Regions from separate parts of the Gossypium hirsutum genome. Here region 2 is linked to region 1. Evidence: chromatin contacts called from public Hi-C data. All regions are on one chromosome and are shown on one strand. Each heading gives the region's core, a stretch centred on a gene start, on an enhancer-like site or on the middle of the called end of the contact. The rest is flanking DNA. Distances are from core to core; before and after follow the strand shown. Region 1 holds the start of LOC107893795 (lipid phosphate phosphatase gamma). Region 2 holds the start of LOC107893898 (serine/threonine-protein kinase ATG1c).

What was found. A called contact is a pair of places that touch in the nucleus more often than the background predicts.
Region 2: a Hi-C map of leaf shows a contact between it and region 1, with 2.4 times the contacts expected there. The contact joins the promoter of LOC107893898 here to the promoter of LOC107893795 in region 1. A contact is called at or near these places in 2 of 34 Hi-C or Micro-C datasets (both in leaf).

The regions. Positions count from the first base shown.
Region 1 is chrA13:41,783,539-41,787,996 of Gossypium_hirsutum_v2.1, forward strand. It overlaps LOC107893795 (lipid phosphate phosphatase gamma), which reads right to left and starts at 1,937. Exons shown (of 2, transcript XM_016818887.2): 1 at 1,021-1,937. The coding sequence starts at 1,729. The coding sequence ends at 1,040.
Region 2 is chrA13:42,482,039-42,486,496 of Gossypium_hirsutum_v2.1, forward strand. LOC107893898 (serine/threonine-protein kinase ATG1c) reads right to left here and starts at 1,825. Exons shown (of 13, transcript XM_016819039.2): 1 at 1,282-1,825; 2 at 39-156. The coding sequence starts at 1,524.

The DNA of each region.
Region 1 (4,458 bases), core at 687-3,186:
ATCTTAAGCACAAAAAAGCAAATAGTTCTTGTGTCCCGAATGACGTTTGAAGATAAACTTACTATGTTTTTGCAAATCATGCTCAAAGATGACAATTTGAACCTCCAAACTACATACAAGCCATTTTTGTACCAATCATGTTTCCCTGTCAAATTCGAACCACTTATCAGATCCTAAGTCCATTTTCCAGCTACAGCATTTTGTGATTAACTCGAAATATAAAAAAGCTTTCACCTTTCCTATAGGTTACTAATCAATTTATTGCACATACTAAAACTATTCACTACACCTTGGCTGTTACGCAATCCTGATAACCATAACCCAGCATAATACATATGTTCTTTCTGCATTCATCTCATTTCTCCATATTCTAGAGATCGCACTCCTAATACAAGGATACCTTAGGTACCTTGAACATTCAAGACATACAAGACATTATCAAATGTGACTGCTTCAACAATGACCATTCACTAATAAGCTAACAAAGCAAATTTGAAGCAAAACATCTCCTCTCAGTGAAGATAAATACATGGTTCGGTTTTCACTACAAGGAGTGTCCAAGAATCACAAAAGGGGGTTTTACTTCATTTTCTATTATTGTGAAGACTGGGAATTTATTCTAAATGACACAAAGGAATGAGTCACTGTTTAATGCAGGGTCAACATAAAGTACTTAATCCATGAATCCAAAGCTTAGGTCAACTGCTTCATACAAATATCCTTAAGAGGTGGCATTCATTAGTTTTTAATTCATATTCCAATATGTTCAACACTAACCCTAACTATTCCTACCAGCAAATAAAAGGTGCTTGCTCGGTCACTTCATACAACCATCCTTAGAATGTAACAGCTACTAAGCTTGGAATTAGGATCCCAACACGTGTAATTTATTATTACCGAAACAAAAATGTTCAAGGAAAATTTTCACATTATCAAAGATGCAAAATAACCAAGTAAGTTTCAATACAAAATGTAACAAAAGATTGAACATATGAAACTATATATGTAAATATTTCATACCTGATGAGTTTGTGTTTAATCAACTGCTCTTGGAAGCCATGGCTTTTCTGGCAGCCATAGTATTCCTAGCAGCCCTTGCATTATCATACTCAAACTTCAACACATCTGATATGTGAGAAGTATCCTTAACATAAAAAAACCTCCCAAAGGGACTCTCTTCAATCAAAGGGAAATAACAGAAGAGCATAGAATTCACCACCCAAAACCAGAGCCCACCAAGCAAAATCCCCAATGAAGCTCCAGCAAGAACCTGGGCCACCGTATGGTAACCTAAATAAACCCTAGAATACATAGTCAAGACAGCCAAAGACCAAGGTAAAAACAAAGCAGCCCACTTGGTTCTAACATTCCAAATCCCACCGATCCCTTTGCATGTCAAAAGGGTGAAATAAACAGCGAAAAAGAACATGTATTGAGAGAGACTTGAAGGCCAGCCGTGAGAATCACACATTTCTAAAAGAGCACAGGTTTCAGGGCGGGCTTGTTGAACGGATTTTTTGATGAATTCATTAATGAACTGTGATATTACTAGGCCTAATGCAAAGAACATGCTTTGAAGCTCTCTACGGAAGATGAAATGAGAAACGAAGCCACCAAGGGAAATGAAAACGGGAACTAAAGAAACCCAGGCTAAGAAATGGCCTAGTTGGTCACCTCTTTGATACCTTACATGAGTTAAACTTACCGCTTTTAGTGCATTATATGTCATGGTGGGATTTCGATCTGGGTTTTTGGAGAAGTTGGGATCAAACTTAACTTTAAGACGGGATTTAGTTTGGGAGAGTTGGGTCAAAGCCGGTGCTTTCAATGTTTGTTTGAGGGGAAACTGCCGTGAAATTAAAAGCCAAAAAGGATAAAAGTCCAAGGAAGTATCTGGAAAGGAACACCCATTGAGTTGGCTACACGTGGGAATAATGAAACTCACACAAAATTAGTATTTTTTTTTTAAATCTTAATTCGGCTTTTTTATATTAAATTATTATTTAAATTAATTTCTCAAAATAAATGTGTTTTGAGATTATTTTTCCGAAAATGTTGCATAAAGCCTTCAACCTAATTTGTTCTGGATGTAATCATCAGAAGGAATTTCCATTGTGATTGGGTTATAGATGGACAGAAAATTGGTTTTATACAAAATTTCAGATCTAATTGAATTTTTAAGTTAATCTTAAACTAAATTAAATTCCAATTTAGTTTTAAAGATTAAATTAAATTTTTACTTTAAATGGAGAGATTTAATTAAATTTTAAAAATAAATTAAATTAAATTAAAATTTTATTTTAAATGGAGAGATTAAATTAAATTTTAAAAATAAATTAAATAAATTTAATTATTGTTAATTTTTAATGAAAATTCTGTGCATGTTAGAAATGAGAGAATGAGCAGAAGTCTAATCCAATTTAATATTATATATAATATTTAAAATCAAAAGTTTTAAATAATTATTTCTACGTGGATGATCTAAACTTTTTGTAAATGAAAATTTAAAGTTCCACAATTTGCTATGCATTTAATTTTAGATATATTATGCATATTAAATTTTAAATTTCTTTTCAAGAAATTGCTTATAGGCTAAAAAGTATTTTTTAAACCCATAAATAATGCCAAATATTTCACTTTTGAAATTGAACAAAGGAGGAGAGTAAAGAGGAGATAGTGATAATTCTGTAGAGGCCGGTTTACTTAAAACAGTTGAGAGACAGAAAGGAACAAGATAACAGGCTGATTGAAAGAGAGAAGAAGGATTTGCTCAAAGTAACTTTAGGGTTGAAAAAGATGATCCCTTCTTCATTGCTAGGAGGGTATTTATAGGAGAGGTTCTATACTTCACTAATGTGATGTAACAGCCTGTTTTTAGTCAAATTAGAACAGTAGTTTCGGGACCACAAATCTGAGGTTAAAATATTTATTTTATTATTATTTTAATTTTTACAGCATGAATATATGATGGTGTGAAATTTTTGTTACGAAATTTTAGCATTTAGTTGCTCAATTTGATAAAAAAGACTAAATCGCGTAAAATGAAAAAGTGCTATTCTATTAGTTAAGAGTGCTAAATAGCTATAGAACCTTAAAGTTAAGGTCCTTATGTTGTAAAATTAGATATTGGATGATAATGGCTTGGCATAATTGAAATTTTGAATTAATAATAAGGTTAATTTTGTCATTTAGTAATTAAAGGTTAATTTAATAAAACAAAAGCCTTTAATTTCATTCATATTCTTCCTTAGCCGTTTGTAACATGAAGAATAGCCATTTTTAGGGCTTGATATTCAGCCAAGCCTTGTATGCTCAATTAGGTACGATTTTTGTCCCGTTTTTAATGACTTTTGTGTTTTTGATATAGTTGCAACTAGGTCTAGCTAGCCTAGGGACTAATTTGCAAAATTTTTAAAGATTTTGAATGTTTCCATTGATGAATATGTATGATTTTTTTTATTGATGATAGATTTTGAATGTTATTTGATAGATATACAAGTTTTGCTAAGTGATTTTTAGTGAAAATGCAAAATAGGGATTAAATTCATAAATGTGAAAAGTTAGTGGTTAAAATGTGAAATAAATGAAAAATATGGCTGCTAGGGGCATAATAGTAATTCGGCTAGCATGGGTATATTTGCAATTTCATTAATTTGGGGTTTTATGAAATAAGGACTAAATTGTAAAAAATGTGAAAGTTTAGGGGCAAATGTGTAAAATAGCCCTAATGTATATTTTGGATTGAATTGAATAAATATTTGATAAAATAAGTTAATTTTGAATATATTTAGATAAAGAAAGAGAAATACGGACTTGGATCGGGGAAAAGATAAAGTACTCAATTAATCGACAATTTCATCATTTTTGAATCGAGGTAAGTTCGTATGTAATAAGTATTGTTATAATTATGCTTTAAATGCTTTGATATTGCATAAATTGTGTATATGAGACTACAATCATATTTGACGACAATTCGGCTATGTATGGCACTTAGTGTGCGGTTCGAGATAGCTTCGGCTATGTATGGCATTTAGTGTGCGATTCGAGATAGCTTCGGCTATGTATGGCACTTAGTGTTCGATTCGAGATAGCTTCAGCTATGTATGGCACTTAGTGTGCGATATTAAAATAGCTTCAGCTATGTATTGTCACTTAGTGTGCGAGAATTCGAGTTTTCAACGCTTTTCCATTTGGGTATGAGTTTGTTACAGATTGGTTCAGGTATGTATATGAATAATACAAGCTTTAAATTGAAGAAGTCATGAAGTTTGCATATAAGTATATGGTTAAGCATGTAGAAGATTTGTTAGTATTTATGAATTATGAATTAACAAGTTCAAATTGATAAATTGTGTATTTATGATTAGTTGAGTTTATTTCATAAGAGCTTACTAAGCTATAAAGCTTACTTTATTTATTTTTCCCATGTTTTATAGTGATTTCAAAGCTAGCTCAGAT
Region 2 (4,458 bases), core at 575-3,074, 700 kb after region 1:
GAAGGAAAACCAACAACCAGACACAATTTGCAGCATACCTAGTTGCTGCATGAAATGCTTTGCAGTTGCTTCAGGGACACATCCATGATGTGTAATACACATAGAAAGGTCACCCCCCTTGCAGTATTCCAATACAAGATGTATCTTTCCAGGAACCTAAATACAGGTATATAAACCAAAATAAATATGATTAAGATATACACTACATGATTGCTCATATAACAAATGAAAGTAAACAAAGAAAGAAATGGCATATCAACATTATCCCAAACAACTTCAAATTCAAATCAAAAGTATATGTGACATTTTCCAGTTGATCTCAACTTACAAAAGATCAAATAAGCACTAACAAAATGCGTCTACAACTCATAAAGAAAAATTGCTACTACAAAATCCATTATTCCACTCTAACCAGTCCATGGAATGAAGGGCACAGCATATAACCACTCCAGCACGATGCAAATATTTTAGAGATATAGATACATATAAGCTGCAAACTTCACAAACAAATACATGAAAACTAGATTCACCATTTAGTTTCTTGACCACTGCAAATTTACCAAATTGCTTCCCATGATCCTTGAGACTTCTCCATTAGTATTAGTTGCTGAATTCCCAATGGCATCATTTGTCAAATGTTTTGCTATAGGAAGGAGATTATGGATGCTATAGGCTTAACTTTGTTTTATTGCTGGCTAATTTGACTAGATAAGGTGACTGATTGTACGTTTTTATTGTTTAAATGATGAATCTTATGGTGGTTTATTCCATTGGGTTGATTTGAAGGATTTTGTTGTATTAGATTAGGCGTGATGAGCAATTTAGGTGTTCAATCCCCTGTAAATGATGTTGCTCATTTTCTGTAATGAGCTTTTCTTATTAATAAAAAACTTTGCTTAGCAAAGAAAAAAACACAATATATAGATTGACTGAAATTTCCACTATTCGTTAATTCTTTCATTCTCTGCTTCCATCAAATACGAGTATGCGCGGATAGCTCTTTTCAAAAAGTAGATTCTTCTCATTTTCAATATTGCATTCTAAAATATCTTCAGTTAAAAAGAATCCACATCCTCCGTTCTTTCATCATTTTCCTTAAAAGAAGAACTTTCCCTCAATAAATGGCGCCTCAAATTTCAGTCCCTACCTTAGTTAACAACTCATTTTCAAATAGCTCCATTTCCGCCACTTCTTCCTCTACTTTATCGGCATCCAAACAACTCCCTAAAATCTAATAGTAAAAGGAAACAATTAAATAAAAGGGAACAAGAAGAAACGAACCTCAACAATATCATGCAGTCGAATAATATTAGGATGATTGATTCTCTTCAAAATAAAGATTTCCGACATCAAACTATCTTGCAACTTCTTATTGAGTCGACCCGTTACGATCTCCTTTATCGCCACCTCGGTTCCATGAACTCGATGCCTCGCATGCCAAACAATCGAAAAGGAACCCGACCCGATTTTCCGACCCACTAAATAGTTCCCTACCATTCTTCCCCTCCCCGTTGCTTGAGCCATTACAGACGAACCTGGAACAAAAAGAGAGAGAAAAAAGCCCAAGGATCCGACTCCAGAGCTTGAAGCTTTAAAAAATGGTATAGAATACTGGAATTTGGATCTTCGGAAGATCCGACCCGAATATTAATTGGATTTCCGATTCACCGTGCAAAGAAAAATAATCTGAGGAAGAGTGAGGAAGGAGGGTGAGATGAGAACTTGATTAATGAGTTCTCTAAAATTATGCATTCTAGTTATTATGGGTTGAATTATTGAGATTATTAATTGGGATTAGCGAACGTAATTGAGGATTAATGTTTTGTGATTCGATGATTATTTTGTTTTTTTTAATGAAAACCATAAGCTAAAAGCGGGATTAGACGGTGTATATTTTTAAGATACGGTTACTTATACGGTGTAACCACGGATGTTAGTGAGTTGGCTGTTTTTAATTGGGTGGACAAGTGGTAGGTGATGATGGAAAAGCGCCGATATCAGCTTTTTACCACCTGTCCGTCAGACATTGGTTAGATAACGTTAAAGCGACTTTTTGGCCTTTTATGAATTATTTAATACTTTAATTTTCATTTTCCAAGTTTACTAATAAATATCCTTTAAATAAATTTTTATTAGATGTGAAGCTAAAAATTTTAATGTTTCTTAAATAATTTTTTATTATAAAATTAAAAGAACAATAAAAATGAAAGATAATTTATCTTTTACTTACGATACAATAAGTTTGTACATGTTTTCTATTTATAGGGCTTTAAATATCATAAGTTATAAAACATTAAGGATTAAAATTAAGGTATCTTGTAAATAATTTAGGGGTTTTAAGAAAATGAATTTAAGGGTTATAGACATTCATTCTTTAAATGTTATAATAAGATAAATTTGAGGTTATGAACATCCATTTATAAATAGATTTACAACACTCCCCATTGAATGTCTATTAATAAAAATGTTTCGTAAAAAATTATTAAGAAAAATTTATGAAATAAAAACCTAATGAAAGAAAAAAGTACATAATCTATTATTACAAGTTATCTCATTAAAAAATTTTATCACGAAAACCTAGTAAGATAAAACATTGATTAAAGGAAAAGAGTGCAATATATTTTTTACTCCCTCTAATGACAACATCACATTATATCTTTGAGTTGACATATTCCAATTTTGTCCAGTAGTCCTTCAAATGTTAAAGTTAACAATGCATTGGTAAAAAAATCTGTTTAATCATCACTAGAATGAATTTGTTGAACTTCTATATCACATTTCTTCTCAAGATTATGAGTGAATAATAGTTTTGGTGAAATATGTTTCGTTCTATCACCTTTGATGTAACCACCCTTCAATGGAGCTATACATGTTACATTATCTTCGTATAAGATAGTTGACATATTTTTTTTGTAAAGGCATATTACATATCTTCTAAATATGTTGGGTCAATAATAAGGGCGAAGTTAGAAAAAAAATTTCATGTGGGCAAAAATTAAATTGTAATTTTCACAATAGTAAAAATGTAATTTCGCCATTTTAATAGCATGTATCTTATAATTTTTAAAAAAATTTAATCAATTTTTTATCATTTTTAGGGGGCAAAGTGCAATTTTACCTTTACTAATTTAAAATCTTAAAAATTTTAAAGGGCCTAAAAATATTATTTTAGGGGATTCGAGGCCCCTGTCAACTCCCTAACTATGTCCCTGATCAATAACTTTAGCAAAACACACTTTTGATTTTCCCTATGCATTGCAATTATTTCTGTATGATTTGAAAAGGCAACAACTAATGTATGTTTTGTTGAATGTTATGATATGGTAGTACCTCTACGTGTAAATAAATATATTGTTTGAGATCGACCTTTATGTGGATCTAATAAATATCCAATAACTAACTAATAGGGATTTTAAATCATTTGAATAAAATAATCCCATATTAATGGTCTCTCTGAGATATCTAAATACATGTTTAATTCCATTCTAATGTTTACATGTTGGAGAAGAGCTAAATCTTACTAACAAGTTTACAATGAAACCTATATCAGGTCTTATGTTGTTTGCAAGATACATTAATTGCCCTACGGCAGTTAGATATGGTACTCAGGACCAATAAATTCTTCATCATTCTCAAAATGACAAAATTGATCTTTATTCATATCTAACGATCATACAATCATTGGAGTATTCAATAGATATGTTTTATCCATGTAAAATTCCTTTAAGATCTTTTCGTATAAGTTGACTAATGGACATGAATTTCATCTTTTGAATATTCAATTTGCATGCCAAGATAAAACTTTATTTTTCTAATATTTTTAATGTCAAATTCTTTCTTTAAATAATTTACTGCATTTTAAAGCTCTTTAAGAGTTCCAATAATATTTAGATCATCAACATAAACAACAATTATCAGAAAATCAGATACAGACATTTTTATAAAGGCACATGGACAAATTGGATCATTATAATCTTTTTTTAACAAATATTTATTAAGACGATTGTACCACATACGTCCAAATTGTTGTAATCCATATAAACTTTTCTTTAATTTGATCAAGCAATTTTTCTGAGAAACTTTATATCTTTCTGGAATTTTAAATCCTTCAAGGAGTTTCATATAAATTTCACTATCAAGTTATTGGATCTGGTGCTCTAAATGTAGTATTTTTGTCTAAGTACACTTATAATTTTTCGAATAGATTGGTTAATAAAATTATTCATATATTACATTAATACTTTGTATATTGTTCTAACACCCCCAAACCCAGCCCAGTCGTTAAGGCCAAAGACAGAAAGTACATTAGCCACCAGAATGGCCTAGAAAAACTTTCTTCGTTTTCAAACATACTTTTTAAACCATTTGTGTAAATCATTCAAAACTAATGAAATCAAATATTTAACTTAATCTCACAAAAATATGAGAATTATAGAAACCAATGATTTAAATACTTGT